Linked DNA regions of Sus scrofa: region 2 is linked to region 1. A link is a contact called in public HiChIP or PLAC-seq data. All regions are on one chromosome and are shown on one strand. The core of a region is the stretch at or near the end of the contact, and the rest is flanking DNA. Distances in the headings are between cores, read along the strand shown. Region 1 overlaps FGGY (FGGY carbohydrate kinase domain-containing protein). Region 2 overlaps FGGY (FGGY carbohydrate kinase domain-containing protein).

Region 1 (5,759 bases), core at 869-3,368:
AAGCTATCTCTTACACTCAACTGTGAATGTGCTGAAGATTGGTACAATGGTTATTTCACACATCACTGTATCTAGGGGAATATGTGTTGAATGATGTACAAATATTTACCAAGTGGTCCACGCCAATCTCTGCGTTAGGCACTAAAGGTATGGAAATAACCCAAGAAAGATTCTTACCCTTGAAGCATTAAGAGATCTGTGAAAACGGACTAAATAAATAAATAAATAAATAAATGAATAAATAAAAAGAAATGGGGCATTCGTCCCTCACTCCCAAAGTTTTTTTTTTTTTTTTTTTTTTTTGTTTTTAAATAAATCCAAAGACATAAATAGAGTTAAAGCTTCAGTAATCTTCTAGCACAAAGCCCCGTTGTGGGGGGTGGTATGGATATTCCAAAGCTCGAAAATGCCAAGAGGGATTCAGACTGGTGGTGTTAAGCCCCCAACGTAATCAGAAATTCCCTTTGAAACGTACAGTTGAAAAAAGAAAGAAAAAGAGAAAGAAAAGGAAGGCCTTTCAGAGGGCTAGCTCGCTGACTCCTCCCAGAATGGTCTGATCCCCTCGGCTGCTGAAGCAAGAGGTCAGATCCCCAGACGGAAAATTAATCTCTAAGAGTCGCTGGATAGAATTTCTAATTCACCAGTGCCAGGACACGCGGTCTGTTTCCAGCCAAGGAGGACAGGGCTGAGGCTTTAGCTTCCCTAGCCCACTGTACACAGTCAAGCCAAGCTGACACCACCCCCCAGGAGCCCACAGCATCCAACAGTCAAGTGGACACAGGGGTCTCACTGAGAGTCCCTGAACCCACCTTTCCCAACGGGTTCCATTTTGAAATACTGTGTGATTGTATTATTATTAGAGTTAATTAATAATTTTGGGTTATTGCCTTTGAAACCGGAGTCCAGTGCTTCTTAAGTTCAAATGAGACCCTCCAAGGCTGCCATGTGGTGGGGAAAGGGAGGGAGTGACACAGCAAAGAGGAGACACGGCTCAGCTTCTATCTGTTTGATACACTGGCCTTACAAATGGTCCACAACTTTACATTCTGTGAAAACCAGAACCTGATTCTTTCAGTGTAAAGATGAGGAAACTGAGGGCCAAAGAGGTTGACCTCTTGTCCTGGGTTATACATCGAGTTGTTCAGTCACTGAACCAACAAGTGAAGCTGGGGTATGTATCCTTGAAAAAAGAGTAACTGAGACTCACAAGGAACAGTCTGGGGTGGGGCCGGTATGAACACGGAAAGCTGTTTGCAGAGACAGGGCTAAGAGCTAAGTGGGGTTAGCTTGGATTTTACCGGCTAAGGGCTTCCAATCCACATTCCTCCAGTGCAGCACCGTTCCTTTCAGTGGCTGGCTTTTTGGGTAACCAGCCTTCTCAGGCAGCTCAGGGGGAATATGCAATCTCTGCCAACTTCACCTCCATGGTAATACAACACCTGCTCATGCCATACCTGCTACCAGTTACGGATAAGGGAGACTGGGATCCTTCCCGGAAGCTCACCCCCAGGTGGGGTAAGCCGACACTGAAACACCCTAGGGCAGCACTGCAGAGAAGCAGTGGTGAGGGGGTGCGTGTAGACGTGGGCCCACTGTGAGGAGTATCCCAAGGCAGCTTTACAGATGGGTTCCAGTATTATTCCAGTGAGCAGTCCACAGGCTCAAAACATGGCAGGAGTGTATCTTACTAGCTAGCTAACCTTGGGAAAGTACTTAACCTCTTTGTGATTTGGCCTCCTTATCTGTAAAGGCCTCCTTATCTGCAAAGCACAAGACAGATCAGGACCTCATGGGATTTTTGTGAGGATTAAGTGAGTTAATCCATAGTCATACACACAATGACTGCTGACACTTCCTGACTACCCTCTGTTATCGTTTCAGGAGCCCCTTGAAGAGAAGGGTCCCAGTCCCCACCACACCACAATATGCCAGATTCACTAAAGCTAGCGGCTTCCTCATCGTCTAAGCACTTGCTCGAATCTCCGCTTTAGGATTGTCTGTAATTTTCTCCTCCATCGATTTCTGTCTGTAGCCGTTAGTCCGCTTCCTAGGGTGAAAACAACTGCTGTCATCCAGTTATCTGAACCAGCCTGGCCTGTCCGGATCCCTCCTCATCAGAGATGCCGACAGCTGAAAGTGACATGGCCAACTTGGTAGGAGTTTCAGTCTGATCAACTCCATCCAACACCCAGGCTCCTCTGGCCAAAGTGTCAGCTGAGGGGGAGGGGGAGGGGAAGGGAGGTCAATTGTGAGGTGGGGTGAAGCAGTTGCTGGCTTCCCATCTCAGCGGCCTTGTCTCAGAAGGTGCCTTGTCAGTCCCCATGTCCCCAAACATGTAACACTCTACACAAAGGCACTCTGGTGAAACAGGATAACTTCCTAGGGGCATTTAAAGTGTTCCCTTTCAATTTCAGGGAGTCTTCAAAACTGTTGGAGATACATAATAAATCTTTGCTGTTACTCCCAGGCTTGAAATAATTTACAGGCTTTTTTTCTTCAGCAGGAAGCAGTGTTATCATTTAAGAAGCACTTAATGTTGTTCATTTTTTAAAAATGAGACTATTAGCTTATTACATAAAAAAAAAAAAAAAAAGATAGATAAGAGTCAGGGGATGTTGGGCAAAGGATGCTCCCAGGACTCCTGATCCAGTTTATAGCAATCTGTTTCTAGCTGACAATCCCTACTCCCCATCAAGTGTGGCCCTTACATACTAAGCTTTCTATTGTTACTCCCCAGTTGGGATCCTTCCTAGGACTTGAGTGGATATCTTTTTTGCCTGTGTTATTCTTCGGCTTTCATTACCAACTATCTGAAAAGTCCACTTCCTGCTGCTTCTCTGCTCTCCCTAAGTTAGCATTTCCATTTCAAGCCCTCCGTCTTATACAAAACCACACTTCTCTTTCTTGCTTGTAGCTGTTACCAGGGAGCAGCTTATGTAATGGTACTCTCTGGTTTCAGGTTGCTTCATTTTTATTCTTCTAGCCTGACTGTCAGCTCCTTGAAGGTGGGGAACCTGCCCTTGTTTTTCCTCTTGTTCTTTTTTTAAACCTGTAAAACATTAGGCCCTCTCTCCTAAAATCCAATCCTTTGATGTCACCAGTAGAAACAGTGTATTTTCTGTACCAGACAGAAAACAGTGTATTTTTCTGTACCAGACAGAAAAACCTGTATTCAAATATTCAGCTTGAATATTAACAGCCAGTCTGACCTTGGGTACGTTCTTTTAATTTTCTGAGTCTGTTTTCTCATTTGTAAAAATGAAAATAACAAACTTCGAACATAAACTTATTATGAGAACTACATGAGAAACTTTAAATGTTGGTTCTGCAAGGAAATTTCTAAGCGACCAGAGCAATATGAGTTACACATGCAGCTTTCTTGTAATTTGCTTTGAAACAGGAAGAAAATTTGGAAACCTTGAGGAAGAGATATGTTTCAAGAAACATAAACTCTGAGACATACAGACTTCAATTCCTCATGCCATTACTTAATAGCTGTGTGACTTTAGGGAAACTGTTTGCCCTTTCTGAGTCTCTAAATCCTCACTTGCATGATGAGAATAATCACATATATAGTATGGTGAATGGTCCAGAGTGCTGGTTCAAGAAAGAGGAGTTTCTATTCCTTTTGACTAGACACTACCTTGAACTGTGCCCAGCTCTGACTTGTAATCCAGTCAGATCTCCTCCGGAAAGTGGTAAGTTACGTATGGCTACAGGCTCCAATGCCTAACTCAGAGCGGGGTTACTCAGATCTGGGCATTCGCTAAAGTTGCTTAGGTCAATTTTCGTCCTTTGCATGCCACTTAGTCAAAGTGGACTGCTCTCCATGGTAACCAGCCACCCTTTCTCCCATTGGCCTAGCTCATTCCAATGGGAGGGGGGAATGGATTCACCATAAGGATTGACTTCTCTTTTAATATTTAAAAGCAACTCTATTACTCAGAATCCAGTCAGGAGATGAGAAGCCACTCTAGGTCGTTCAACAAGAACTGAGTGCAGGAAATTTGTTCATAGAAGACAGAAGAAACTAAAGCCGGGCAGATGATGTTGAAGGAACTGAAGAGATCAGCAAAGGCCAAAAGCTGCTACTCCTCTTAGGGATCAAGAGATGATGGGAGGCATTGGAGGGACCAGAGCCAGGGGCTGGTGATGCCAGGCTGGAGGTGAAACCAAAGAAGGGCTGAGCGGTCAGAATGGGGCAGCTGCTATAGTGAAAGAAACAACCTGACTTCTCCCTGCTTCCCGCATGTCAATCTTCCATCAGTATTTCCCATTGGCCAAACTTACTCAGTGGCCAGCTGCAAGGGAGCCTGGGAAATGCAGTACACAGCAGGACAGGGGTGAACAAGCCATCGGAGAGCAAGCAGGCAAATGAGTGGCCCAGCCATCTTTCAGTAACATATACAAGGTGCTAGTACAATGTGTGATTTATGGCCAGCTGCTAATGGTAGGTATCATCATAAATATCATTCTAATTTTGTATAACTCTCACTGAAGGTTTAATCATACCAGTCACTGTTCTAAATGCTTTCTATATATTATCTCATTTAATCTTCACAACAATCTCATGAGGCACGCACTCTTCATAGCCTCATTTTTACAGTGAGAAAACCAGCTTAGGTCAAAAGGATTGAACTAATGTACAGTTATAGCATCTGAACTCAGGATTGGAACCCAGATTTATGTGACATCTGAGTCCTATTTATTACTTATAATATGAATCATACAGCTCGCAGTAAAAGGGAGGGTCCTAGATAAGCTGAAGATGAAATTTGTCATAATTACTGGGAGGATATCTTGAAGACCTACATTTCCAGGGCTGAAAGCCTAGAACACTCTGTGAACATTAAATTTGCCCTTAAAAAGTAGAGACCAAGAACAAACTACATCACTTAATGCATTTTGTGATAGTCCATGGCGTTCCCTCTTGAAGGCAACAGCGTATTTTTGCTATGAGGATGCCAAGTTCAGTGGCCTCTGCAGGCCTGCTGTTTACTGACATTTGATATGCTTCAACATCTGTTGCCCTTCTCGATTGATGGGTGCTTCATTTTAGCACTTCCCTGATGCCAGGCTGGTAAAAGCTTTAGTACTGAGGTCCTCTAAGACACTCCTAGGTCAGTGACACAGCTTTGTTTGTGAAGCTGGCCGGCGGAAGGAACATTCAGAGAAGCGTGGTAAGGGACATGCCATCCATCTCCCATGCTGGATACTTTCAATTCTACCTCTGGGGGCCAAGCAGCAGCTCCAGAAAGTTACAAACCCAGGCAATTCTTAATCTGAAGTCGAGTTGCAATGTCTTACTCTGGACTCAGCAAGGAAGTGTATTCTTCAGCTGCTTCTGCAAAGTTCCATGGAAGGATTTCTAGGTTTGTTTTTAAAAGACTGGCAATTTTAGAATTTGGTACCAGGGAAAATGTGGTCTCTTTTGACTCTGTGCATACTATATGACTTGACCTATTTCCCAGTTTTATGTTGGCTGCCTGGAAGCTCAAAGTAATCCCCTTATTTATGGGTCAGAGACCCACAGGCCAAAGCTGTCCCAGAAATCTTCTTGGTCTGGCACTCACCAATGCAGGGTTAAAACAATCTGAATTTCAACATCCTTAGGCAGGGTGTGCATCTTCCAGTCTGGAAGAGGATGAAATCATCTTGCCCTCTGCTTGTTTCTATGGACCAACCTGGCACCTGAGGGCATCTATATTTGGGGACCCTCTAGTCTAAGGACTAGAGGTATCTTCACTCTCTACAGGGCT
Region 2 (5,759 bases), core at 2,195-4,694, 170 kb after region 1:
ATTTAGAAAGTGCAGAGAGAGCCCTGGGCTTGCAGCCAGAAGATCTGGATTCAAATTACATGTTTTGGGGGTGGAGCACAGGTAGACTTCCCAGCAGAGGTAGAATCTTGAGCAAAGACCAAGTGAGAAGGGAGACCACCAACAGGGCTGAGTGACCTGGCAAGCAAGTGGGGGTGAGGCCTGGCAGCAGGTGGAGGAGCAGATGTGGGTGGAGAGGAAAGCAGGGAAAGCCAGACTAAGGTCTGAATTTATCACAAAGGCTACTGTAAGCTTCAAAAAGAGCATTAAGCCAGGGAATGAGGTGACTGGACTTGCATATATATATATATATATATATATATATATATACACACACATATATATATACACACATACATATATATACACACATACATATATATGTTCAGCTGATTTATAGTATTGTATTAGTTTCAGGTGTGCCACAAAGAGATTCAGTTATATATACATGTATAAATTTATATTCTTTTTTCTGAATTTTTTCCATTATAGTTTATTACAAGATGCTGAATATAGTCCCTATATCCAGACTCTCAGTCATATATCTGCCTTTTTTTTTTTTTTTTTTTTTTTTTTTTAGGGCCACACTTGAGGCATATGGAATTTTCCAGGCTAGGGGTTATATTGGAGCTCAGCTGCCAGCCTACACCACAGCCACAGCAAAGCAGGATCCAAGCTGCATCTGTGACCTACACTGCAGCACACGGCAACACCAGATCCTTAACCCACTGAGTGGGGCCAGGGATCGAACCTGAATCCTCAGGGATACTAGTCAGGTTCATTAACGCTGAGCCATAACGGGAACTCCTAGATTTGCATCTTTTTAAAGATCTCTCTGGCAGCACTGCAGCAGATGACAAAAAGGGGTAAGGGAAAACGACAGTAAAGACAACTCAGTAACCAGAGAAGACAGGAGGGCCTTCATAGAGGTTACTGGCAAGTGAGATGCAGAAACAGAGGCTTTTGTGGAGCAAGAAAGAGCCTGTCGTGGTGGCTTCTTGGATACAGAGAGGATGCTAGTTAGGGAGACAACACCACCTGGATCCCTGTTAAGGGTGGACTTGCTGCCTGGTGGGTGGTCGGGTTGGCAGAGAGGCTCCAGCTGCCAGCTCCTTCAGGTCCCCTTGAGGAGGTCATGCGCCTCTCCCAGGGCGGCCACACCTGGAGACTCAGCAGAGCAGGAAGGGGGGTATTCACTCTAGAAGACAAGGTGTCCTGGGACTGGATCATGTCTGACTTCTCCCTCTGTCCAATCCTACCATCCTCCTTCCTTTCCCAGATGGCAACCCTCAATCTTCTACCCCCGAATCTGTCTCAGCATCAGCTTCCAGAGAACCCAACCTAGGGCAAGTGAGCCCAGCTTTCTCCTCAATCCAATAGTCTAGTAATGAAAATAAATATGCACAAAGATTAACACTCTTGGAGTTCCTGCTATGGCTCAGTGAGTTAAGAATCTAAGTATCCATGAGGATGTCGGTTTGATCCCTGGCCTTGCTCAGTGAGTTAAGGATCTGGCTTCGCGTAGGTTGCAGATGTGGCCTGGATCCCAAGCTGCTGTGGCTGTGGTGTGGGGCAGCTGGAAACAGCTTGGCATAAGAGAGGAGGATAGAAATAAGAGGAAATCTCTGAGAAATCACCCCAGATCACAACCGATCTGCCCGAGGGGCACTGAGGGGACCAGAGGAGCTGTCAGAAGCAGGCTTTTCCAGAAATAATCCTCCTTCCGCTCTTCTTTCACCCTAACATTCAATGAATCACAGCATCGGTTTTCCCAGACTTCATCAGAACTTCACAGCCTCTGCATTTGCGGTCTCTTCATTTCTTCATTCAACCATTCAGCGAACATTTCAAGACAATGGTTATGATGAAGGCCCCAGATATTTTCCATTGCCCTGTGCCTAGATCTGGGTGCTGGGGAATGAGTGAAAGACGAGCCTCCGATCTCAGAAGGCTTGCACAGCAGTCTGTGCAAACCAAGGCCCTCAAGACTGTAGATAAAAGCTCTGAAGGTGGAATGTGCGTGGTGGTCTCAGAGCACTGGCGAGGGCAGGAAATCAAGAGGAAGGTGACATCCGAGCTTGGTCTGGAAAGACAGGTGGCCGATTGCTGGTTTCAGTGCTTGGGGAAACGGATGCCATTAGAGTGAAAGTGGGTTCACTGCAGGGAGTCCCGATGAGCACAGAGGGTGTGAGGCATTCGGTATGTTGGCAAAAAAGGGCACCAGGTAGGCAAGGGGACCTGTGGCCACCTGGACAAGAGCAGGGGACCTCAGGCAGGGCCAACTAAGGCAGTGTGGCCCCAATGACCAACAGCTCTGAGCTCCCTGATTTATCATTTAAGAAGATAAACCTGCAGTGTAGAGAAAGGCGAGAACAGGAAATCATTTTCATCTTTAAAACAATCAAGCCAACTAAAAAAGCAGGCTGCCAAACAGTAGCAGAGAAGACTTCTTTTAAAAAACAACCACAGAGATGTAGATGGATTTATTTGTAAAAATCCCTTCCTAAGGAAGCAATACAGAGAAGAGGTTTTCCCTGGAGAGAGAAAATACGTGTTTTTCATTTTTTTTTTAATTAACCTATACCTTCTAATTGCTCTACTTTGAACGTAGTTTTTCTGTAATATTTCCAAAGGTATTTGCCCCCTTAACTCTATGCAGGGTGAACAAATTAGAGCACATGTATTCAGCAGAAAACACTTCACAGCCGTTAACATGAACGAGGAAGAATTAAAAGTATGGATGTGGAAGGGAGTCCAGGATAAGTTAAGGGAAAGTGGCAAGCTGCAGAATAGCAATTGGAGTAAGATCCCATTTGTGACTTGTATTAAACGGTACCGAAATTAAGCACATACACTCCCAGAAAAATCCTAGAAAAAATATGCAGAATATTGTTACAGTGGAGACTCGGGTCCAGGGAAGGGCTGTCATTTGGGCTTCTTCTGTACCCTGGCCTTGTATGTCTTTCATGATCGAGACAAGCTAGTTAAAATAAACGCACAGTTCCACTAGGGAGAACACTGCACACCTTTTTTAAACCCTGTTCCTCAGCCTGAAGGCAGGAGAGAGGCCCGAGGCCCGTTCACGTATTTCCTTGCTCTGGCTGTGGCCTCTGTTCCTGTGAACACAAGCTCACCTTGGGGTGTAAAAAAGCAACCGCTCTGAGGGCTGCTGGGCTCATGGCCACTGATTCCCATTCCGATGGGCAGAGTCGGTGTGAGGGTCACACGCTGGGGCCTACAATTAGCCGGTGGTTGCCGTCTCTCTTCATAGGCGGGGGCTACTATTACACCAAATCCTCCCCTACCAGTTTTTCAATTATCTATGACTAATGAGCACTTTGGGAACAGTTTCAGACACACACATAATCCTCTTGCCTGACGTCAGCAGCAGAAATTAATGACTGTGTGGATTGCTGGGAGACAGAAAATGCATTATAATGGTCAACAGAACTGTTATCCTCTCCAGGAAGGGGGAGGTGGGGGCAGGGTGTTGTATTAACTGGAAGGTTCAGTGTTCCTTTGTATTCCTACAAACAGGAGATGAAACCCAGCGGGGAGAGCTGGCTCAGAGCCCATGGAAATGTCAGCGAGAGGTTTGGGCGTGGGTGGTATGCGACCCTGGTCCCTCTGTGCTTGGCACCGGACCCCCAGTCCCCGCTCATTTTTGCCAAGGTCAACAGGTCAGCTGGATCGGCCGGGACAGTGCTAAGTGACATCCTGCCCTGCCTGCAGAGTCCTTTCGGACTGAATGGACTTTCAATTTGGTGTAGGGAAGGGAGAACAAAAACAAGAACGGGCAACTCTCAAACAATAGGCTGGAGGTAATTTCAAATGACTGTGGTACTTTGCATGAGTTTGCTGTTTTACACAGGCATACTATGTCCTGGCGTAGCTTCAAAGATTGTTAAGACCTGGTCCAATTCTTGTAGAGCCCCAACGTTATGTGAACCATGAGCCCTCAATGGAAAAAATAAATAAATAAATAAAACAAACCAAAAAACAAATAAACAAAAAACCCACAAAAAATAGTGCCATTGTGTGTGCATGATGGCCAGCAGACTGCCTCCTGATTTATTATTAATATTTTTTTTAATTATTTTTGCTTTTTAGGGTAGCACCCACAATATATGGATGCTCCCAGGCTAGGGGTAGAATTGGAGCTACAGCTGCCAGCCTACACCACAGCTCACAGCAACACCAGATCCTTAACCCACTGAGCAAAGACAGGGATCGAACCCACTTTGTCAAGGATACTAGTCGGGTTTGTTACCACTGAGCCACAGCAGGAACTCCGACTGGCTACTGATTTAAAAGAACTGTCAGAGTCAGGGGCTTGACCTGTACCTAGCACCTAAATCCCTCTATAGAGATCTCACCTGGGCAGGTTGGCTTAGGGAGTTTTCTAGACCTGGAACCACGACTGACACAAGACTAAATGAAAAACATTCCAGCAATTCTTACTCCTGAATGGAAGGTACCCAAGGCCCAGAACAATTCACTCAGTCCAAGAAAGTAATGAAAAACTCCAACCTGACATGTTCAGCCACCTGTTGAAAGACATCTGCTGAAACATTAAGCATTCATTTCCCTCTTAAAACCAGAATCATTTTCACTAGGAATTCAATTCCATTTTATTAAATTCTATTTTAAATTATTGATTAAATATTTTTACTAACTTTGTAAAAAATTTTATTGCAATATAGCTGATTAAATAATTTTCTGATGATATCCTCATCAATTGTAATTCATTAAGGAAATGTTCACTAAGTACCTACTATGTACCAAGCACTGCTGTCCTGCTGAAAATGCATTAAAGAACAAGATAGATAAGAGTCCCTGCCCTTATAGGCTTATTCTCAGTAGACACTATTCCCAACCAGTGCCTTTTCTGAATTACATCTTGTAACTATTACAGTCTTATAAGTTCTTCTGTGATTTGGACTGTCTTTTATGTATTATGCAGTATATGTAAGTTCTGGGGACAGGGGTCAAATCAGAGCTGCAGACCTACACCACAGTCACGGCATCATCAAACCCAAGCAGCATCTGTTACCTATGCCACAACCTGTGGTGACCTCAGATCCTTAAGCCACTGAGCAAGGGCAGGGATCGAACCTGCAGCCTCATGGGCATTATGTTGGGGTCTTAACCCACTGAGCCACAATGTGAACTCCCTTTTACGTATTTTTATATAGCCTTGTATTCTGACCTACAGTAGGTATTTAATCAATAAACACACCATACATTTTAAATCAAATTTTGAATGACTTGTATGCTGTGTTTTGTTTTTTCCCTGCGTCTCTTTCCCTCTCTCTCCTCCTGGACAAAGAATAGATCAAAGATGATTTAATTTATCTGTGTTATCATTTCCCCTCCCCCTAGAACCCAGCAGTGTCCACAATCTAAGTTCTAAGTAATGTTCATTCAACTGAATTTATAGATTTCTTTTAGAAAGAAGAGGGCAGAAAGCACAGATCGATCAACTTAGGCAAAACAATACTATGCACATATATGATGCTGAATACCAGCAGCTGGGAGAGTAAGGAGCAGAGATTGGATTCAAGATTACCTCTTGAATGCTACTGAGGCAAGGAACATAACTCCTAGTATAATCCCACGAGTGATTCACTCTCCTCTCTCACTCAGGCACAATGTAATGTACTAAGTCCTATGCACGTGCCTAGAAAATGGTTGACCAGAAGGCTCAAGTCTCTCACTAGGTACAATGATACTATGGTATA

The links. HiChIP or PLAC-seq counts read pairs in DNA pulled down with a chosen protein or histone mark.
Region 2: a contact with region 1 is called in an H3K27ac HiChIP or PLAC-seq map of skeletal muscle. The contact joins two enhancer-like sites. A contact is called at or near these places in 3 of 47 Hi-C or Micro-C datasets (all in skeletal muscle) and 2 of 2 datasets of contacts at active chromatin or transcription factors (alveolar macrophages and skeletal muscle).

Annotation. Positions count from the first base shown.
Region 1 is chr6:152,829,418-152,835,176 of Sscrofa11.1, forward strand. The region is part of intron 14 of FGGY (FGGY carbohydrate kinase domain-containing protein); the gene reads right to left. Among named protein-coding and RNA genes, the nearest start is that of HOOK1, 120 kb to the left of the region's middle. Within about 2 kb of position 2,119, at least 19 of the 83 cell types and tissues checked have an H3K27ac peak or open chromatin away from gene starts, as enhancers often do. A contact at or near this core is called in skeletal muscle, where this site is marked.
Region 2 is chr6:152,995,592-153,001,350 of Sscrofa11.1, forward strand. All of the region lies in intron 6 of FGGY (FGGY carbohydrate kinase domain-containing protein), which reads right to left. Among named protein-coding and RNA genes, the nearest start is that of FGGY, 210 kb to the right of the region's middle. Within about 2 kb of position 3,445, at least 23 of the 83 cell types and tissues checked have an H3K27ac peak or open chromatin away from gene starts, as enhancers often do. A contact at or near this core is called in skeletal muscle, where this site is marked.